2 separate regions of the Mus musculus genome follow, and region 2 is linked to region 1. Evidence: chromatin contacts called from public HiChIP or PLAC-seq data. All regions are on one chromosome and are shown on one strand. Each heading gives the region's core, a stretch centred on a gene start, on an enhancer-like site or on the middle of the called end of the contact. The rest is flanking DNA. Distances are from core to core; before and after follow the strand shown. Region 1 holds the start of Pigx (phosphatidylinositol glycan anchor biosynthesis, class X). Region 2 has its middle 15 kb from the start of Ubxn7.

What was found. HiChIP or PLAC-seq counts read pairs in DNA pulled down with a chosen protein or histone mark.
Region 2: a contact with region 1 is called in an H3K4me3 HiChIP or PLAC-seq map of embryonic limb bud, with 2.4 times the contacts expected there. The contact joins the enhancer-like site here to the promoter of Pigx in region 1. A contact is called at or near these places in 3 of 39 promoter capture datasets (the C10 cell line, the HPC-7 cell line and cranial neural crest), 7 of 115 datasets of contacts at active chromatin or transcription factors (the 230-238 cell line, embryonic limb bud, embryonic stem cells and 4 more) and 3 of 9 other capture datasets (adipose tissue, liver and pancreatic islet).

The regions. Positions count from the first base shown.
Region 1 is chr16:32,097,385-32,103,981 of GRCm38.p6, reverse strand. Pigx (phosphatidylinositol glycan anchor biosynthesis, class X) reads left to right here and starts at 4,255. Exons shown (of 6, transcript NM_024464.3): 1 at 4,255-4,512. The coding sequence starts at 4,413. Cep19 (centrosomal protein 19) reads right to left here and starts at 4,193. Exons shown (of 4, transcript NM_025892.3): 1 at 3,871-4,193; 2 at 938-1,015; 3 at 1-98. The coding sequence starts at 64.
Region 2 is chr16:32,314,412-32,321,008 of GRCm38.p6, reverse strand. No RefSeq gene overlaps it. Among named protein-coding and RNA genes, the nearest start is that of Ubxn7, 15 kb to the left of the region's middle. Within about 2 kb of position 4,213, at least 2 of the 459 cell types and tissues checked have an H3K27ac peak or open chromatin away from gene starts, as enhancers often do. A contact at or near this core is called in embryonic limb bud, where this site is marked.

The DNA.
Region 1 (6,597 bases), core at 3,006-5,505:
CATAAATCAAGATCACAGCTGGAGGCTGGAACCTAACTCCACATTTCTTGGCAATGTATTTCATCTTCTCGTGTAACTCAGGGTAAACTGGAAGAAACCTGATACAAATAGGACAGTTGTACAACAATTTCCTGAAGAAGAACAACCAAATCGAGGGACCTGCTGAATAAACCTTTTCCCCTTCTCCTCCGTGGGTCTGGCTGTGGACTAGCCCCAGGATTGTATCCTTACACAGTGTGAGTCTTGGTCTAGGTTTGACTCAGTTCGTTGGATCTCTGAGTCGGTAATGACATTCGGCCTGGACCCCTTAGTGTGCTGCATTCGTACCAGAGACTACACACTGACCTCCTGGGAGCCCAAGAACTGACCGGCTGGCCTTCAGAATAATTTGATGTTTCAGCTAAAGGATCTCTGATTCAGCCTCTTTGTTCCTTTAAACTTTTTCCTTTTTCCAGACAGTATCTCATGTGGTCCAGATTGGCTTTGAATTTGTTATGGAGTGGAGGATGACCCTGGATTTCTGATCCTCCTGTCTCTATTTGCCAGTGTTAGAATTACAGTATGTGCTACTAACCTTGGTTTAGGGCTTGCTCAAGATGGAACCCAGGGCTTCAAGCATAACAGGCAAGCACTGCACTGGCTATGCCACACCCCCAGTACTTTTGATTTTATAAACATTTAGTGTTGAGAAGTCCACTAGACCAGGTCTAATCACCTTGTGCTTTTCAAATTCTTTCTTTCTTTCTTTTTCTTTTTTTTTTTCAAGATAGGGTTTCTCTGTGTAGCTCTTGTTGTCCTGGAACTCTGTAGACCAGGCTGACCTCAAACTTAAGAGATCCACCTGCCTCTGCCTCCCGAGTGCTGGGGCTAAAGGCATGTGCCACCACTGCCTACCCCCACCAGTTCTTTTATTTATCAAGAGGTTAGTTCTACTTACCAGGTATCTTCCCTGTTAGTCTGTTTGCTCTAGGAAGGCAGGAATTGTGTCCATTTTCATTAAGCTCTCAGTACAAGTCTGGAACATAGTAAGGGTAATCTTGTTCAATGCTGTGTAGTAATACAAGCAAGGTTACTATGTATCTTTCTGGGGCATTGGGGAGGAGTTAAATGCTGTTACACACTGTTAAATAATAGGAAGTACTGTTAACTGTTGCTAGAATTGTTAGTTTGCATTGAGGCTTCTTTAAGACCATCTAGGGCAACATTTTCACAGGCCCTTCTCTTATAGCAGCCTGAGGTGGGACAGTCATTCCTTTCCTCCTAACTGTCCAGACTCTTTCTTTCTCTGTTTCTGTTTCTCCGAGGATACTATAGGCGCAGCTGAAGACCGCCATCACTGCGAGCACTCCACCAGCCTGCACAGGCCTTAGAGAGCAGCATGCTGAGCAGGAGCCTCGGTGCGCATTAGTAGTCCTTCTGCTTTCACTCTAGACAGAGGAGCAGTCATGGTGGTGGCTCCGATGCAGACCACAGTATCCCTCTGCATGAGGGGTTGTGTCATGATTGCTGCAAACATCCTTGCCTCACATCTGGCTGCTCACTTCCGGACTCACCTGGACACGCCCTCATTGTGCTGCTCCGGGTGTTCCGTGTTATAACATGAGGCTCATTAAAAGACGGTTAAAGTGGCCTTTTCTTTCCTGCTTTTGATCGTTAGTGTTAGGAGACCAGACTGAGCTATCAGCACAAGGAAGAAGAGATGGTAAAACTGGCACACTGGTAGCAGCTTCCATCCTGACAGTAGCAGTTGAAGCCCCAAGAGGGCAACAGAAGGTCCCAGAGAGTAAGTAACCAAAGTGGAAACACTGGAGTAGAGGCAGCGGAAGTTATGAGAACTAGATGCTGAAGAGTTTCAGGAAGCTTCCGGGCCTTAAGCGATACTACTAGCCATTGTAGGAATGGAGTGTCACAACTGTAGTCCAGCAGATGTTGTCTTCTGGTGGCACTCACAGCTGCTGGACGAGGGGCATTACAGTATCTGGCAAATGCTTGCCAAATGGATGCTAATAGCATCTGACCTGAGCACCCAGAGCCATGCGTCACTAGCGTCTAAATCAGGAGGCCTAAGTCCCTACCTCTCAGTGTCTGGAACTGTCATCATCTAACGTGCTAGTCCAGGCCTTGGACACTCAAGGGCCTGGGAACTTCTACTCATGATTTCTATCCAGCTAGAGCAAACTGACCCCAGTCAGCTGACAACATAAGGATCAATAGCGAAACATAAGGATCAATAGCGAAAATGGCAGATCTGAAAGGCATCGTTCCTTATGCCTGTAATCTCAGAACTCAGAAGGCCAAAACAGCAAGATTGCCCTGAGTTCCAGGACAGCTGTTTGGGAACTCTGGTCCCTTACTTCTCAAAAAAAAAAAAAAGGGGGGGTGGGGGGGTTTGTAGGTAATCAGCCTCTCCACATTCAAAACAGTAATGTTTGTTTGGCTTTTACCTCTGCTCATTTGTCCTACTATAGTATTTTTCCAGGTATAAGAAACCCAGACATGGGCTGGTGAGATGGCTCAGTGGTTAAGAGCACTGACTGCTCTTCCAAAGGTCCTGAGTTCAAATCCCAGCAACCACATGGTGGCAAACAACCACCCGTAATGAGATCTGATGCCCTCTTCTGGTGTGTCTGAAGTATACTTATGTATAATAATAATACAGTATACTTATGTATAATAATAAATAAATCTTTAAAAAAACCAGATATTTTCAGATTAATACTTTCTGCTCTCTCTTTCCATCTCTACCCTCAGTGGCAAAGTACACTTAATTACAAGAATTGCTTAGGGCTGGCGGGATGGCTCAGTGATTAAGAGCACCAACTGCTCTTCTGAAGGTCCTGAGTTCAAATCCCAGCAACCACATGGTGGCTCACAACCATCCGTAATGAGATCTGACGCCCTCTTCTGGTGTGTCTGAAGACAGCTACAGTGTACTTACATATAATAAATAAATAAATCTTAAAAAAAAAAGAAAAATAGGAATAAAAGTGAGAGAAAGAGAAAATGAAATGTTCATCTAACTTCTATTCTTTTTTCTAGCTATATGTATGTCACATACATATATGCATAAATATAAATACATATATAGACTACAGTTTAGTTTTATCTCATACATACGGTTTCCTGTATTAAATGCAAATTTTATGGTTGCTAGGTAGATTTATCATATAGGATCACAGTCTGTATTCTCACCCTACTGACAGATGTGAGATTTTTACTCCTATGAGGTCAACCATAATAAAGTGCTGCCTTTCACATTGCTGGGCTTTGCCTTTGATCTGAGCCAATGCCCAGACACTATTCCCAGTTCACCTCACTAGAGTGTGATGTCAGTAAACTTTCCAGACACTATATGGTCTACAAACATAAGCAAAGGGCCACACTTGTGAATAGAGTCGATAATAACGTAAGGTCTTCACTAAAGAGTTTTCCTTTTAATTTATTATTATTATTGTTGTTGTTGTTTCAAGTCAGGATTTTCTGTGAAGCTCTCGCTGCCCTGGATTCACTCTGTAGACCAGGCTGGCCTCAAACTCAGAGATCTGACCGCCTCTACTTCCCGGGTGCTGAGATTAAAAGCATACACCACCACTACCTGGCCTTTTTTTTTTTTTGTTTTTGTCCATATTTCTTAATAGCATGTTTGTAGTGCTATATTACACTATCCTCCCACTTTCGAGACCCCATAACCTGCCTGCCGTTCAGCACCAGCACTAGGTCAGCTAACGCACTGGGAGGAATGACATTACATTTACCTAATGTATTTTTACCTGATATACTTTTCCTACTAGAGATTTGTTCCCCACAACACCGAAGGGAATACTGAGGTCCCGATTCATGTCCTCACCAATGCAAGGCGACCCTACTTACCCTTGAAGAAGTACAGGAAGTGCACATCTGAACAGCAGTGAGGGGGTGGTTTCCATCCTACTGCACTGCACAGAGGAGCTTAGGTCGACTTTGAGGCGAGGTGGAGCCTGACGCTGCAGGAAACGGCGATAGCCATAGCCTACAGGAATAACCATGGGGTGAACTCAGAGGCAGGGGGCTCAGCCCGCACGCATCCGGTTGTGGGCAGGAAGCGGGGCTGAGCGCGGGGAGTGCGGTCCTAAGGCAGCTCGCCCGGTCCAAGGGCCCACCTAGGCGCCCCGAGGATCGTTCCCAAGGCAACAGAAGGCTCTCAATTTGCGCTTGCGCAGCCTCTCGCCCCGCCCCGGCCGGGATGACGAGGGGCGGGGCCAGGGGGCTGGCCTCTCCGGAACCTGGAGTTGTAGGGAGATCCTAGGGTGGAAGTGTTAGCCGAGTTCTGTTCGGGTCATCGGGAAAGGTGAGCGCGCGCTCAGCGTGCTCAGATTCCTTCGGTGACCGCAGCTTGCCCCGAGCGCCCCTTTCGGGCGTCGGGCTCCGGCGTCCTGGCTGCCGGCGCTGTGGCCTGGCTGCTCCTTTGGGCAGCCTGGCTGGTCGGCAGGCTCGCCGCGGACTTCAGCGACGCCCCTTTCAGCGCTGGTAAAGGTCAGGGGGCTGAGCGAGTGTGTGCGGAGCTGGGGCGGAGGTGGGGAGCACCCGCGGCGCCTGGGGTACCCGAGGCCGGAGGAAGTTAGCAACAAAGGCCCTGTGCGCCCTTCCCTCCTTGTGATCTTTGCTGGGGGTCCCATCCCGGGCTTCAGAGCCGGGCTTTGTCTTTCCAAGGCGGGACTGGCCACGCTGTGACCCAAGTACGAAACAAGTACAGCAAGCCACGAAGTATCTTGGGGTGCTTATGGTTCCCCTGAAGATGCCTTGTGCTGCCTGAGAGGCAGTGAACCCTCGGCATCCAGCGAAGTGTGAGAATGCCCAAACAGCATGTATGGGAGAAGGGGTGAGGTGATGTGTTGTGTGACATACTTCCCAGGGACACACGCACGCACGCACACACGCACAACCTGCTCACTCCAGAAAGGTAACCTTTGTACCAGTGTCCAGTTTGGTAAACCAATGATTTTTTTTTTTTAATTGGGGCTACTATTAGAAATATGGGTGAGGGGCTACTTACTAGAAGCAAGGATAACTCAAAAGAAGCTGCATCAGTAGAAAGATAAAATGGGTGAGTCCTGAAAACTGCAACCCTGGAGCTCACTAAGCGACTTCCAGACAGCTCTTCAGTCCTAACACTAGTTTCCCCCCTCCCATCTCTTTTTCTCTGCAGTTTGCCCCCAGCAACTGTTGACTCGCTTTTATATTGTAGGACCCTCAAGCGTCTCCCAACTGCTTATTCTCCTGGCTTCATGTTGCTGAGTAACAGGTTTATCAGTGATTCACACTCTTATTTTAATGTTCTTCCCACACATTTCTTGCCAGTGTTTTAGAGCAGGGTACCTGGCTACTGAACCTTTAGGGTTTGTTTGTTTCTTAATATTTGATACTTGAGAAATGGTCTTTCTTGGAACTTGGTATGTAGACCAAACTGAGTGCTGGAACCAAAGGTGGTGCCATCTCACCAGTCTTGAACTTTTAGTCACTGAGTAATAATAGTTTTAGTGAATCATTTTATGAAGATTTCTGCTTATTCCAAGTGTGTAAGTGAACTCACTGAATCTTCATGTGCCCCTCATTTTCTTGCCTTTTTTTTTTTAAAAAAAAAGCCTCTCCCAACATCTTCACAAAGTATCAGTGTACAATCTTCCCAGACTTGTAGACACGGGCATAAGAATACAGAAGTTGCTGTGTTGCTGTATCACGTATCAGACATGATTTAGTGAGCCAGAATAGTGTCTTAAGATCACATGAACAAGCCGGGAGTGGTGGCGCACGCCTTTAATCCCAGCACTCTGGAGGCAGAGGCAGGCGGATTTCTGAGTTCAAGGCCAGTCTGGTCTACAGAGTGAGTTCCAGAACATCCAGGGCTACACAGAGAAACCCTGTATTAAAAAAAAAAAAAAAAATCACATGAACAAAATCCTTTGTGTATGGAGCACTTTTTTGACTGCTTCTACATGTATTAAATGCCTGGGACAGCCACAGAGAGGCCTGGTCTACTTCAGAGGCACAGCTATTACATCATGGAAAGCTGACAAGCCGACTCCAGTGGCAGAGATTCTCAGCCTCACTGATGTACTGCCAGAAGTAGATCTCTATGGAGCTCAACCTGCGTACATTTAAATTTTTTAAATATTTTTTATTAGGTATTTTCCTCATTTACATTTCCAATGCTATCCCAAAAGTCCCCCATACCCTCCCCCCCACTCCCTTACCCACCCACTCTCACTTTTTGGCACTGGCGTTCCCCTGTACTGAGGCATATAAAGTTTGCACGACCAATGGGCCTCTCTTTCCACTGATGGCCGACTAGGCCATCTTTTGATACATATGCAGCTAGAGACAAGAGCTCCGGGGGGTACTGGCTAGTTCATATTGTTGTTCCACCTATAGGGTTGCAGATCCCTTTAGCTCCTTGGGTACTATCTCTAGCTCCTCCATTGGGGGCCCTGTGATCCATCCAATAGCTAACTGTGAGCATCCACTTCTGTGTTTGCTAGGCCCCGACATAGCCTCACAAGAGACAGCTATATCTGGGTCCTTTCAGCAAAATCTTGCTAGTGTATGCAATGGTTTCAGCGT
Region 2 (6,597 bases), core at 2,964-5,463, 220 kb before region 1:
GATATGTTGATCAGCATCTTCTCTGATAACTATCAACTGTCCCTTGTCACAGGGCTTTTAACTTAGTAGAATCTGGTTTCCTGAGCATTTCCAGAGAAGATCTGGAAGTCAGGGAGGGTGGTGACATTTGGTATCTAGATGACCAGAGATTAAGGGAGTACACCTGGACAGTATGGTCTAATAGCAGTTCCAGGCCAGCAAGGGGTCTTCAAAGAGAACAAAAATATTTGTCTAAGGCTGGGCAGTGGTGGCACAGGCCTTTAGTCCCAACACTTGGGAGGCAGAGGCAGGCAGATTTCTGAGTTTGAGGCCAGCCTGGTCTACAGAGTGAGTTCCAGGACAGCCAGGGCTACACAGAGAAACCCTGTCTTGAAAAACCAAGAAAAAAAAAAAAAAAAAAAGAACCTGCCTTCCCAACACCGTTGACAATGGTATGTTAGAGGATACAATTACAATGCAAATCACTCCTTTTTTTAAAAAAGTCCCTTACCCTCATAATGGTGAGACCTGGATAAAGGTGAGTGTATCAGTCTACAATGCTGTGACCAAAACACCAGAGAGCTTAAAAAGAGGAATTGTTTGTTTCACAGTCTCAGGGGCTTAGTCTCTCTTCATCCCCTTAGTCCCCAAAGGTTCATGGCTTGGTTACTGTGATGGTTTATATATGCTTGGCCAAGGCAGTAGCACTCTTGTGGGGTGTGGCCCTGTTGGAGTAGGTGTGGCCATGGGTGTGGGCTTTAATACCCTCATCCTAGTTGCCTGGGATTGAGTAATCTGCTAGCAGTCTTCAGATGAAGATGTAGAACTCTCAGCTCCCTCTGTACCATGCCTGCCTGAATGCCACCATGTTCCCACCTTGAGATAGTAGACTTAACCTCTGAACCTGTAAACCAGCCCCAATTAAATGTTGTCCTTATAAGAGTTGCCTTGGTCAGCCGGGCGTGGTGGTGAACGCCTTTAATCCCAGCACTCAGGAGGCAGAGGCAGGCAGATTTCTGAGTTCGAGGCCAGCCTGGTCTACAAAGTGAGGTCCAGGACAGCCAGGGCTATACAGAGAAACCCTGTCTCAAAAAACCAAAAAAAAAAAAAAAAAAAGAGTTGCCTTGGTCATGGTGTCTGTACACAGCAGTAAAACCCTAACTGTTCTATTGTGAAGAAACACCATGACCTAGGCAACTCTTATGAAGTATTTAATTGAAGTCTTGCTTAGTTTAGAGGGTTAGTCCATGCCATGATCATGGCACGAAGCAAACAGACAAGGCACTGGAGCAGGAGCTGAGAGCTTTACATCCTGATCTTACGGCAGCAGGCAGAGAAAGTGACACTGGGCATGACATGGGGTTTTGAAACCTCTAAGTCTACCCCCAGGGACACACCTCCTCCAGGAAGGCCACACCTCTTTTTCTTTTGTTTTGTTTTGTTTTTGTTTTTGTTTTTTTTTTTTGTTTTTTGGTGTTTGTTTGTTTGTTTGTTTGTTTGGGTTTCTTTTGGTTTTTCGAGACAGGGTTTCTCTGTGTAGCCCTGGCTATCCTGGAACTCACTTTGTAGACCAGGTTGGCCTTGGGTGCCATACTTATTCAAACCACCACACCATCTCATAATGTAAAAATGCATTTACTTCATGAGATCCCGAAGCCCCAGTTCAAAAGTCTAACTTCAAAGACTCTGCTGAGACTCAAGGCAAAGACTTAGCTCTGAGTCCCTGAAATATCAAGATGAAAGTTTCAGGTGGCACATACCTGTAATCCAGCAGTAGGAGGGGAGGTGTAGAAAGAGTGCCTTGGATTCAAGGCCAGTCTTGTCTGCATAGGCCAGCAGAAAAAGAGAGAGAAGGAAGCTACATAGCAATGGGTAGCTAGTACATTCCTTTCAGAGTCCTTTGACAGCTTTATATATTAAAAAAAAAAAAAAGTCGGGGGGCTGGTGAGATGGCTCAGTGGGTAAGAGCACCGGACTGCTCTTCCGAAGGTCTGGAGTTCAAATCCCAGCAACCACATGGTGGCTCACAACCATCCGTAACAAGATCTGACGCCCTCTTCTGGAATGTCTGAAGACAGCTACAGTGTACTTACATATAATGAATAAATAAATCTTTAAAAAAAAAAAAAGTCATCAGCTGGGCAGTGGTGGCACATGCCTTTAATCCCAACACTTGGGAGTCAGAGGCAGATGGATTTCTGAGTTTGAGGCCAGCCTAGTCTACAGAGTGAGTTCCAGGACAGCCAGGACTACTCAGAAAAACCCTGTCTCGAAAAACAAAACAAAACAAAAGTCATGCCACCTGCCATCTCCCTTCTTAAAATAGGCACATTTCAGTGCCATAGTTGTCTACCACAGAGGTGAAACTAGTATCAACCAAAGAGGATCTTTTGGGACTCTCTGGGTCCCTGGCTCAATGGTGCAGGGCAGCAATCCAAGCTACTTGGGAGGCTAAGGCAGTAGATCTTCTCAGAAGCTCAGGCATTTGAAACTAGCCTGGTCAACATGCCTCATAAGAAAAACAAAACAAAACTGTGTGTCTTCTTTGTTGACTCAGGAATGGTTCGTTTTTGCTAGAACCCACAGAAGCCTCAGCTTACCTGTAGTTTCCTTCTGCCTTAGGGTTTCCATTGCTGGGAAGAGACACCATGACCAAGGCAACTCTTATAAAGGACAACATTTCAGAGGTTCAGTCCATTATCATCACGGTGGGAACATGGTGGCATCCAGGCAGACACAGTGCTGGAGAAGGAGCCAAGAGTTCTACATCTTGATCTGAAGGCAGTCAGGAGGAGACTGGCAGCTAGGAGGAAGCTCTCTCAAAGCCCTCTCTGACAGTGACACACTTCCTAACAATGCCACTCTCTGGGACAAGCGTATTCAAACCACCACACCTGCACTCAGCTGTAGTCTGCCATCCAGCCATTGACAACACCATCACATCTCAGTGATCCAGGTACAGTCATAGTAGACAATGCTCCTGACCTCTTGTCAGGAAGTCAACAGTATTAAGTTTTATAATTAAGAATGTGTGTGTGCATAGGAAAAATATATAGTTTGGACAGGGTTGAATGGTAGGCATCTGTAGCTTTAAACATCTACTGGTGATTTGTAATATATTTCCTTTGATTAAGGGAAACTGCTATGTTAATAAGAGATATGTCTGCCTTATCCTAAAGATTTTTTAATGAGGGGATTAGGACCTCTATGTAGCCCTGGATGGCGTGGAACTTTCTATGTAGACCAGGCTAACCTAGAACTCACAAAGATCCATCCACCCATGCTCTACTAAAATGTTACCTCTAATGTTTTTATGTTTGGCCGGGCAGTGGTGGCGCACGCCTTTGATCCCAGCACTTGGGAGGCAGAGGCAGGCAGATTTCTGAGTTCGAGGCCAGCCTGGTCTACAAAGTGAGTTCCAGAACAGCCAGGGCTACACAGACAAACCCTGTCTCGAAAAAAATGAAAACAAAACAAAACCAAAAAACCCAGTGTTTTTATGTTTGTTTGTTTTATGTGTGGGGCAGGTATGTGTGTACCACAACATACATTTGGAGGTTAGAGACAGGTCCTTTCTCTCATGCCATATACCTAGGAATTAGATCAAGCTCAGGTTTTCAAGCTTGGTGGCAAGCACCTAATCCCACTGAGCCACCTTGCTGGCCCACTAAAAATTACATATTTATGTATAGCTGGACTTGGAATCCAGTGCTACACACATACTAAGCAAGTGTTCTCAGCCCTTCTTTTCCTTTTGCTTTTGCTTTTGTTTGGTTAGTTGGTTGGTTGGTTGAGACAGGGTTTCTCTGTATAGCCCTGGCTGTCCTGGAACTCACTTTGTAGACCAGGCTGGCCTGGAACTCAGAAATCCGCCTCCCTCTGGCTCCCAAGTGCTGGGATTAAAGGCGTGCGCCACTACACTCCGATCCTTTTCCTTTTGAAACAGGGCCTCATTAAGTTGACCAGGCTGGCCTTGAACTCAGTTATCCAGGCAGGCTTTGGACTCTGCTCCTTCCTTCTGCCTCAGCCTCCAAGGTAGCTTTCCAAAGAGTGGCTGCGCCATGAGGCTGGGCAGTTGCTGGCTTTTTATTTTTAGATGGGCTGGCCTCAAGCTTTGATTCCCTTTTCTTGGCCTCCCAAGTGCTAATTATAGGATGCATAACCATCCTACCAGATCTAAAGTTGCTAATTCCTCTCCCCAGTACCTGGGGGCTAATAAAAACTGTAAAGTTTTATTCTTCAGAGCCCATCCAGATGGCTTGATTAGTTAGGGTTTCTATTGCTGCAGTGAAACACCCTGGGTAGAAGCAGCTTGTGGAGGAAAAGGTTCATTTCATCTCACAGCTTGCAGTTCATTAGGAAAGTCTAGGCAGGAGCCTGGGGGCAGAAACTGAAGCAAAGGCCATCGAGGAACAGTGTTTACTGCCTTGGTCCTCAAGGCATCCCCAGCCGACTTTTTTTTTTTAAGATTTATTTATTTATTTAATGTATATGAGTATGCTGTATGTCTTTAGACATGCCAAAAAAGGGCATCAGAGTCCATTACAGATGGTTGTGAGCCACCATGTAGTTGCTGGGAATTGAACTCAGGACCTCTGGAAGTGCAGCCAGTGCTCTTAACTACTGAGCCATCTCTCCAGCCCCTCAGCCTGCTATCTTAGACCATCTAGGACCACCTGCCCAAGGGTAGCATTGGCCACAAAGTGCTGGACCCTCCCACATCAGTCACTAAGTAAATGCCCCACAAACCAATCCTATGTGACATTTTCTCAATTGTGGTAGTTCTTGGGTAACTCTCCCTTGTGCCAACTAGACAAAAAGCAAACAAGCAATCAGGACACCAAACTACCGTTTTTTAATAGCAGTTTGTGAAGCTATACCAGTTTGAACTATATAGTAAGCCCACCTAAAGCGCTGCACTACCAGATTTGCCCTCAGTTTCTCCCAGTTCCCAACAAAAACCTAAACCACCAAACCCCAAAGGCTAGGGGACTGGAAAGATGGTTCAGCAGTTAAGATCACTGTCTCTTCTAGAGTTCCAGGTTCTATTCCAGCACCCACATAGCAGCTCACAATCACCTATAACTCCAGTTCCAGGGAATCTGATGACCTACTCTGGCTTTTCAGGCACCAGGCAGGCATATGTATATGCAGTCAGAACACTCATAAATAGAAAATAAATAACTCAAATTCAAAGTCTTTTTTTTTTCTTTTGTTTTTTGAGATAGGGTCTCAGTAGATAGCCCTTGCTGGATTTGAACTCCCTATGTTATGTAGTCCAGGCTGGCCTAGAACTCAAGAGATCTGCCTCTGTCATCTGGGTGCGGGGACTAAAGACAGGCACTGAGATGCTAAAGCTTTTAAATTCAGACTCCATTTTAGAGAATCTGACCTAAGTTTGAACTCAGGTACACTAACAGGTTGGTACCTAGCTAGCATTAGTTTTCAAGTTGCCCCACCCCCACCAGAACCTGAGCCTAACTCCAGTCTCTAGGCTAATCCCCAACAAGACCAGTGTCTCCAGATTATTCCCCCAACAAAGCTGCACCAGAGGTTACAAACCTACCCCCTGCCTAAGGACCACCAATGTGGAGAGGAACAGAAGTTAAGTTTATGTTATGACTCCCAGCACCAGCCAATTATGTTAAAGGCCACAGGAGCTTTCCAATTAGATGCTTGCACACGTATTCCCTGCCTGCTGTTTGCTATAAAGCCTTGATCCATAGACATTCGGGGCTCCCCCACCACCAAAACTGTCCTGCGTGACAGTAGTGTGGTAGTTGGGGAAGTGGGGGGCCTCGAGCTAGCTTGAATAAAGACCCTGCTGTGAGTTGCATCAGATTGGCTCCTGTGTGTGTTTTTGGGGATCACTAACATTTCCCTGGCACAACAGCACCACATTAAAAGAATCAGTTGAGGGGGGGAGGGTATGGGGAACTTTTGGGATAGCATTTGAAATGTAAATGAAGAAAATCCCTAATAAATTAAAAAAAAAAAGAATCAGTTGCATGGCTTTTAAAAATCAGCATTATACACATATACTCCGTAAGGTGAAATGAAAAACTGGTGTAAAAATGAGAGAACAGGGCGGTGGTGGCGCACGCCTTTGATCCCAGCACTTGAGAGGCAAAGGCAGGCGGATTTCTGAGTTCGAGGCCAGCCTGGTCTACAAAGTGAGTTCCAGGACAGCCAGGGCTACACAGAGAAACCCTGTCTCATAAAACCAAAAAATAATGAGAGAACAGCCGGGCATGGTGGCGCACACTTTTAATTCCAGCTCTCGGGAGGCAGAGGCAGGCAGATTTCTTGAGTTTGAGGCCAGCCTGGTCTACAAAGTGAGTTCCAGGATAGCCAGGGTATATACAGAGAAACCCTGTCTCAAAACACCACCCCCACCAAAAAAATGAGAGACCAAAAATGTCAAAATTAAGACCCTAAGTCTGAATTTACTGCGTATGCTAAAAATAGACATAATAATGATTATGATTGGACATAATCACTTGGCACAAAGCAAACTGGTGATAGGCAGTTTAATAAGAACTCAAGATATTAGGCTAGATAACATGGTCTCATCTGTTTGATTATGAAGCAGGAGTGAGTTACAGTCAGTCTCAGAAT